Linked DNA regions of Muntiacus reevesi: region 2 is linked to region 1. Evidence: chromatin contacts called from public Hi-C data. All regions are on one chromosome and are shown on one strand. The core of a region is the stretch at or near the end of the contact, and the rest is flanking DNA. Distances in the headings are between cores, read along the strand shown. Region 1 holds the start of RBM48 (RNA binding motif protein 48). Region 2 holds the start of CDK6 (cyclin dependent kinase 6).

Evidence for each region. A called contact is a pair of places that touch in the nucleus more often than the background predicts.
Region 2: a Hi-C map of muscle shows a contact between it and region 1, with 2.9 times the contacts expected there. The contact joins the promoter of CDK6 here to the promoter of RBM48 in region 1. A contact is called at or near these places in 2 of 3 Hi-C or Micro-C datasets (blood and muscle).

The regions. Positions count from the first base shown.
Region 1 is chr6:9,480,631-9,484,755 of mMunRee1.1, forward strand. It overlaps RBM48 (RNA binding motif protein 48), which reads left to right and starts at 1,780. Exons shown (of 5, transcript XM_065939788.1): 1 at 1,780-1,922; 2 at 2,409-2,599. The coding sequence starts at 1,812. It overlaps PEX1 (peroxisomal biogenesis factor 1), which reads right to left and starts at 1,550. Exons shown (of 24, transcript XM_065938647.1): 1 at 1,327-1,550. The coding sequence starts at 1,452.
Region 2 is chr6:9,789,771-9,793,895 of mMunRee1.1, forward strand. CDK6 (cyclin dependent kinase 6) reads right to left here and starts at 1,691. Exons shown (of 6, transcript XM_065938631.1): 1 at 1,423-1,691. The coding sequence starts at 1,655.

The DNA.
Region 1 (4,125 bases), core at 530-3,029:
AGCTCAGCAGGTGAGGAGTGTTTCCAATAAAGTCTGGAGGTGATGATTTAAATTTCCATCAGAGCTGACTGAGTACAGGGCGGCAGGATCTACCTAGGACTTGGTGACAAAACTAACTCACCTCCTGCCATGAAGGATATCATCAGAGCCTAGAGACTGTCTGCGGCTCAGATGCTCTGTGACTCTTCGCCACCCCATGGACTGTAGCCCGCGAGGTTCCTCGGTTCCTGGAATTCTCCAGGCAAGAATACTGGACTGGGTTGCCATTTTCTCCTTCAGGGGATCTTCCCCACCCAGGAATCGAACCGGCGTCTCTTATATCCCCTACATTGGTCCAAGGCTTCTTTACCACTAGCTGTCACCTGGGAGGCCCAGAAAGACTCTCTATTGTAAAAGCAATAATGGCAGGAGCTACTGAAATTAACATGCTTTGAAAGACTGGGGGGAAAAACAATCTAGGAAAGTAATTACAGGGAAGTAGCTAAAATGGAGAGGTGGGATATTTAAAATTATTGCAAACTCCTAAATATTTCCTGCAAGGATTAGCCCGTAGTGGGTACTATGCATCCAGGATTTTCAAAGATTTCAACTATTCTATCTTTATGTCCTCACAGCACACTCAAACTCTTAGACCAGGTGCCTCTGTTTTATAATTACGAAACTAGGGATGTGGTTAGAACTATGAACTACCACAATCACAATGTCCAGAGGGCAACTGCCTGCAGAGGTCCAAGTATGCATAGTCCCACTGCACGTTCCGGGCACACCTCGGAGGTATTCTGAGCCGCGGAGACGCAGCGAGAACCTTCATCTTAATAAACTATCTCGCTCGCGACTCGGTCTCTATTAATTTACAGGGACTCCTGGGCCACAGACAGGCAGGCGCACCTGGAAATCACTGGCAGGAAAAACGTTTTTTACGAAAGAAAAAAAAAGAAAACCCGCAAAGACAAACTCGACTTCGCCAAAGCTTTTCCAACCTGGAGTGAGGAACAGGGGAACTCAAAGGTAGAATTACCAGCATGTGTGAAAGCCCAGTTTCACCCAGTGAAGACCTGGAACCCGTACGGCAAGTTAACGCAAAGGCCTGGGGCTGCACCCGACGTCGCAGGGCTGCAAAGACCGCCCGGACCGGCCCTGCTCCGGAGCGGCCCACGGTCTCGCCGCTGAACAGGTCGGCGGCGCGGGGAGAGCAGCCCGCGTCCCGCCGTCGGGAGACGCCCGAGCGGCCGCTGCGCCCGAAAAGGCCCGGGTCCCGGGCGACCGCAGGCGGCCCCCCCGGAGTCCCGAGTCCGGGCTGGGGAGTCCGTGGGGCGGGCGCGTTACCTGGAGCAAGTGCAGCTGGGCCACTAGGCGCCGCGGCAAGTGAAGGAAGCAGTCGCGCGTGTTGGTGAAGGCCACGGTCACGGCCGCCCCGCCACCAGAACCCGCCAGCCGACCGCCGCCCCACATCCTCCGCAAGCGAGGTCCCCCCGGAGGCCCACCCCAGCGGACGCGGGCTAACTGCGGGCCGAGCGCGTCCGGGCCAGAGTCGCTCGGTCGGCCCCGCGCCCAGGCCCCGCCCCTCGCGCCCGCCGCGCCGCGGCAGCCGGAGCGGCAAGCACGCCCACGCCGGCTCGGCGGGCCTCTCCGCCGCGCCGCTGGAGGGCGGCAGCTCGCTCGCCGACTACTTGCTCACAGGAAGCGATGGCCAACCCTGTCGACCCTTCAGCCAATCTCGGCGCGCCTTGACCCATCCCTCTCTCTTATTGGATAATCCGGAGGGCAACAAGGCGGATGTTGTCCTCTCTGCGAGGGCCAAAGCCGCCAAGATGGCGTCGAGCGGAGGGCAAGTTGGCGGCGTATTCGACCACCACGTCCAAAGGGCTGTGTGCGACTCGAGAGCCAAGTATCGGGAGGGCCGACGGCCTCGCGCTGTGAAGGTAAAGTGATTTTGGTTTCATTCGTTGTCGTCGGTAGCTTTATGTGAGCTGTAGCTTCACACGCCTAGTTAATGTAAATGAAGTCTTCAAAGGCTGCGGTCACATCCATTTGCTGGAGGTGAGTGTGAGGAACGCTGGTACTCAGGTACCAGATACTCTCGCGGAGTATCAGTCAACTGTTGGAGCTCCGTGAAAACGGGGTATGTGTTTACAGTAGTGAATATTTAACTCTTTCCTGTAACATTTACCGAGGCAACTTCTGAAGACGTATCGATTGGAGGTAGTCTATTATGTGCTTTAGCTTGAAGCTCTCACACGTAGGGTTAGTTACTGTTTATGCAAAGAGAGGGGCAGGTTTTTTAAAAACTTTTCTGCAGACCTGACCAGAGTAGTTCTTGTTTTCAGCTTTTTTTTTTTTTTTAATAGTAACAGGTTTGTCTTAGGCTTGTTTGTGAAATACATTTAATGTGTCTGCATTTGTTTTAGGTATATACAATCAACTTGGAGTCTTGGTACTTACTAATACAAGGAGTTCCTGCAGTGGGAGCAATGAAGGAATTAGTTGAGCGATTTGCTCTATATGGTGCAATTGAACAGTACAATGCTCTAGACGAATACCCAGCAGAAGACTTTACAGAGGTTTATCTTATTAAATTTCTCAATTTACAGAGCGCAAGGTAATGTGCAAGTTAAGCAGTGTCTCATTTCCTCTGTTGCCATTGCTGTCATTTTGGCCTCCCGCATTCTTTCATGAATTACCCAGTAGTTTAACATGGCTTTTTATTTTTCTCCAATATTCTTAATGTAGGTGTTAGCTTTATCAAGTCTGTCCATCAGGTCATCCCCATGCTTAACTATTTTTATTTATTTATTATTTATTATTATTTTTTTTTTTTGCTTAACTATTTTCTGTCTTTGTAGTGTGGTAGATTAAAAACTGGGTTTGGACTAAGTTTTCAGGTTTCACTGCTTACTAATCATGACCTTGGGCAAGTTATTTAATCCCATTAAATCTGTTTTCCTGTTTTATAAAATGTGTATGGTAAAAAAGGGATCTACTTACTTAAGTTGTATGAGGATGAAATGAGATAATCCATGTAAAGGGCTTAGCAAATGCCTCCTGTTCAGAATGCAGTAAACATTAGCTGTTAACATTTCTTGTTATGCATCTATATGAATTGACCCCATGTTTTTTTTTCTTCTGTATAGCATAAATCCTCTGCTCTAGTAAGGGAAATATGAAATGCCTTATCTCATATTCTTGTCATTAATATGCTTCAAGACCCATCCTTCCCTGGCTATTACAATTCACATTTTCTGTGCTATAAATAGTACTGGGGTATGTGGGCAATATATTGGTCTCCAGTTGCTCTTACGTATAATCTCACTGCCCTAACCAGCTTGCCATCTCCTCATGGTTAGGGAAGCATATTTTCTCATTGTGCATTCATTCCACAAAGCTTTTGCATCTCCCACACCCCTTTTACAATAGGCCAGTGTGACATGTGGATTTGAATCCTGGCTCCACAAACCAAGGTGAGCTTGGACAAATGATCTCCCCATGCCTCAGAGTCATCACAGGGATATTGAGAAGTGTGATTTCAAGTGAAGCATTTAAGCATTTAGGCCACTGCCTGGCACATGGTAAAATCTCAGTGAATATTTCTTACCATTTTCCCTGGACTCAGAAGTACTTAATTTTGTAGCAATTCCTGGCCAGCCATAGATGTTTAGTAAGTATACATTAAATGAATACTATCCTCTCCTTTTCTCATTTGCTGTTACACATTTGTGTTTCCTCCATTATTAAATGTTTATAATTGTAATATTTGTTATTAATTTCTTATCTTTGAACCCCATTATAGGAAGACATTGTGCTGAACAGGCTAAGCTGGGCATGAGCTAATTCTCGAGGGTCTTTTAACACAGAATCTCTATTTCGTGACCACAGATTGTGTACCTCAGGCCAACCAGCTGAATCCTATGTTGGCTAAAGGGAGTCTGGATATGTTTGGAAAACTTAGCTTAAAACCTATGAAGACTCGTGGGAGAGGGGAAGAAAGGCTCTGAAAGAATATGCAGTGGATCAGTAGGGTCAATACCATTCACGTGCAGAGCATCTTAACTCCCAAGCTATAGGATTTATGTACACAACAATATCTGGACTTTGCTTTTATTGTACACAACAATATCTATCAATGCA
Region 2 (4,125 bases), core at 441-2,940, 310 kb after region 1:
CTATTGGCTAAAACAGAGGTATATTGGGATCCTAGCTTTACAGCCACTTACTACCTTGTTTATGTAGTTATGGTTCTCCGCTGCCTTCTAGCCTGAGTCCTGACTGTGGCAGGAACAAAGCAGCGTACAAGTCATCCAGCCTGGGATAAGAGGAGACAAGTTGAAACCTCCCAGGAAGACTCTGTAGACACGTGGGCTCCCTGAGTCTATGGAGGGCTTGGTATTTCAAAGGTCAATCTTGGGTCTCTCCACTTTGGTGACTAATGTTAAACTATTTGACTTTTCACAAAAATATTTAGCTATGCTTATTTACATAATCTCATCCACAGCACACATACAGTAGTAGATATGTATTTGTTGAACAGAGCCCCTGGACAGATGAGGAGACAGGAAGAAGACCTCAAGACCTCCTTTCTCCAACTTATTATCTTAGAAGTTGAGAAAGGTAAAATCACACCCTAATTTGTAGAAGTTTCTGGGCATTCCTTTTCAGCTTAAAACTATGCACCTCTGTTTAAAAAAAGAAAAGGATGACACACCACACAATGTCAAACACACAATGGGGAAATTCCAGGATCACTAAGAAAACACCATTATCCAAAGTCACACACACTTTGGTTTAATACTGGTTCCCACACAAGAGACACTGTAAAAGCTGCTGCCTCCCCACCCGCCAGCACAGCCCACCGAGGAGAATCCTGGGCAGGACGTTTGCAATCTAAATATTCCATAACCTGGACTGACTGCCTGGAGAAGGAGCCTAAGGACTATGCCCTCTCAGACACACAAAATAATACGAACAGGTAACATGTTTGGAAGACATTTTAAAAATGATACAAACTGGGCGTCGGCACTGAAGTCCTTCATCAGGAATCCTTATCATTATGCAACGTTAGCGAAAAGAAAATGTAGGTGTAATTGACAAAATTATTCTCAAGTGTTTCTGCACTTTAAAACCTCATTTATACGAGGCTCTGGCAGAAGACTTTTTTCCCCTACTAATTACCACCATACCCTGTTACCTCTCATTCATTCTCTCAAAAACTCCCCCAATGGCCAAGAAAACTACGCGGGGGCCTGGGGGGCTGGGCGCCCGTCTCAGGTTGCCTTGTTCTGTCCCCTAAAGGACACCCATCTTTCCGGACCCCTTTCAGGAAGAACCGGGAGGAAAACACTTGGAACTGGCACAGCGGCGGGGAAGGCTGCGCAGGTCATATTTTCTGACTGGTCTTTTTGCTCGCTGTCTGGCAAGGTCGCCAGCTCTGGCTCGTGGCTCTGTCGACAAAACTCACTCTCACTCCGTAAGGTCGACGGATGGCGCCCTGCCTCCCCCGCCCGCGCAGCATCCTCGCGGGGCCGGGGACCCCAGGCCCTCCCCCAGCGCACGGCCCCCGACGGCACGGGCGCCGATCCACCGCTCACCTGACCACGTTGGGGTGCTCGAAGGTCTCCAGGTGCCTCAGCACCGCCACCTCGCGGATGGTGGAGAGCGGCATGCCCTCCTCGCCAGTCTGCACTCGCACGCGTTTCAGCGCCACGAAACGGCCTCCGTTCTTCAGGTCCCGGGCCTTGAACACCTTCCCGTAGGCGCCCTCCCCGATCTCCGCCACGCACTCATACTGCTGGTCAGCACGGCTCAGGCCGTCCTTCTCCATGCCGCCCGGACGCCGCCCGGCGCGGTGCCGCTGGCGCGGGCGGGGGGCGCGCTCGGCTCGCTGGTGGCCGCCGCTCGCCTCCTCCCGGACTCCCCGGCCGACTCCCTCGCGCCCCGGAGCTCGGTCTCGCTCGCTCTCACCCCCCGCCGACTACCGCGCTCGGGCGCTCGGACTCTCGCGGCCGCCGGGGCTGGATGGAGCGACCTCCCCGCGGGCGGGCGCAACCCTGGTGCCGCCGCTCTGAAACTCCGCCTGCTGAGTCGCCGAGGAGCGAGCCGATCCCTCCTCTTCCCTCCCCGAAGCGCAGTCCTCTGCAGTCACCGAGGCGATTACATAGTCTCAGTCTCAGCCCGAGCGCGTCTCAGCCCACGGTCATTCCACCTAAAGGAGGAGACAGGAGGACAAGAAGAAAGTGTAATCAGACATCCCAGGCGCCTTCTCCGGGGTTCCTACAGGGACCCCTCCTCCTCCTCTACGCAGCCCCCATCGCTACCCTCTGCGAGCTCCTGCCCTCTCCCAGGCCGCTTAATCCTTCCTGGTTCCTCCGAGAAAAACGAAGTTACTTTTCTTTCCCTGCAGAGCTGGAGCCGTCTTCGTGCGGAGAGGTTGCAGGGGCCCCTCGGGGATGAGCGCCGGGCGCGGGACGCAGTGGAACGAGAGGGGGCGTGCCAAGCAGCCCAGAGTGTGCCGGGAGCGCGGGGGAGGGGAGGCGCCGGGCACGTCAATGTCACGGCTTAATATTTCCCTGTATTATTGTGTTGCGCTGCTGCCCTCCCTGCCTGCCGGGCCTGGACGTCGGGGGACAGGGGCTCCGTGGGTGCCGTGGGGGCGTTCTGGGGTCGTGCGCAGCCCGCTGTGGAGAGACCTCGGGTCCGCCCGAGTGCGGCCGCAGAATGTGGGTGGGGGCTCCCAGGACCTTTGTAACCCGATGCTGGGAGTGTGCGAGGAGGGGTGGTCAGACATCTGCTCGGAAATTGCTTCCTTTCTACTTTCAGTTTTTCTACGAGGAGACATTTAAAGACGACACACAAATGGTCTTTTTAGGGTAAAAGAGTCTGGGTTGGAAACGGAATCCTTCCTCTGACTTGGGAAGACCTCCCTGGTGGAAAGCCATCAGATCCGAGAGGGCGGGAGCTCCCGCTCCTCTGGAGTGGGTGAGCGATGCCTCCCCCTGCGGTGTGGCGGGGCGGCGGGGGGGTGAGCGGGTGAAGTCGCCTGCCGAACCCTAAGAATGGGATAAAGAGGTGCTTGCCGCAGTTCAGCTGGTCGTCTCCTTGGAGAACTTCAGAAGCAAGGCGGCATAATCGTGACTCGCCTTGAATTTTTCAACCGATTGCAACCTGAGCGAAACAGCCTCCCCTTAAAAAGGGCGAGGGGCGGGGGGAGTAAAGGCTGCCTCCAGGGGGAAGCGAAAAGGGGTTGCGCCCCCGAGGCCGGGACTCGCGAACCTTTCCCCACTCTCAGGGTTGTTCCTGAAGTAGGTAGCAGAGGTGGTTGCTCCACTCCCCTTTCAGCTTAAGGTCGGGTCCGAACTGCAGCCAGTGGCGCCCGGAACCCACCACACCCCCCCATACACACACAACAAAGCGGGGGTGGGGGTCGCACTCTTCTTTCCCATTCAAGCTGCAATCCAGGACCCAGGACCTCCGCTCCACCAACGCTGTGGTCTCCGCCGGACATTCGCCGCTCCGACTGCGTGTCCGAAATTCCCGGAGCTCCTCGGAATTACCTGCCCCGCACCTCTGGCTCGCTCGCCTTCCGCCAGGAATTAAAGACACAGACTGCGCGACTCCCGCGGTCTGCGGGCGGAGGGGACCGCAGCGAGCACCGGGCTCCTCACACTCTCTCCATTCAGAATTCTCCTTAAAAGGTGAAGGCCAGTCCTGGGGGAGCCGAAGAACGAGCCCCCCGAGCCGAGGACCCAGCGGTCGGAGCCAGGCCGAGGGCCACACAGGTAGCGGAGGAGCCGCGGCGAGCGCGCCGCCCGCCCCCTCCCGCGGGCCCCCTCCGCGCCCCAGGCCTGCCCGCCGCCGGGCGGCGGAGGAAGCGGCGGGGACGTCCCACCCCCGCAGGGAGCTGCGCCCGCCGCCCCCGCCCGGCCCCGCACCGCCCGCCCGGCTCTCCCCCCTCGCTCCCCGGACTGTCGGCTCCGGCGGAGAGAAACGGGAGCAGCCGTGCCTCCCCCCCGCCCCGTCCACTTTTTTGTTGTTGTTGTTGCTTTCCCACGCTGGCTGAATGTGACTTGACCCCATTTCAAAAAGTTTGACAGAGTGCTTCAACATTTCCGCATTCCTCCGCGACTACAAAGGCTGCAGCCGCCTCCTTCTGCTTTCTGTCTCTGCTCTCTGTCTTCACACTCAATGAAATCCTTCATGTGCCTCTCCCGAAGCCTGCCAAGCACCCCAAGGGTCGCCACCAGCGCGGCGACCAGAGGCCGCCCCGGGGACCACGACTCCCGCGTGTGCGCACA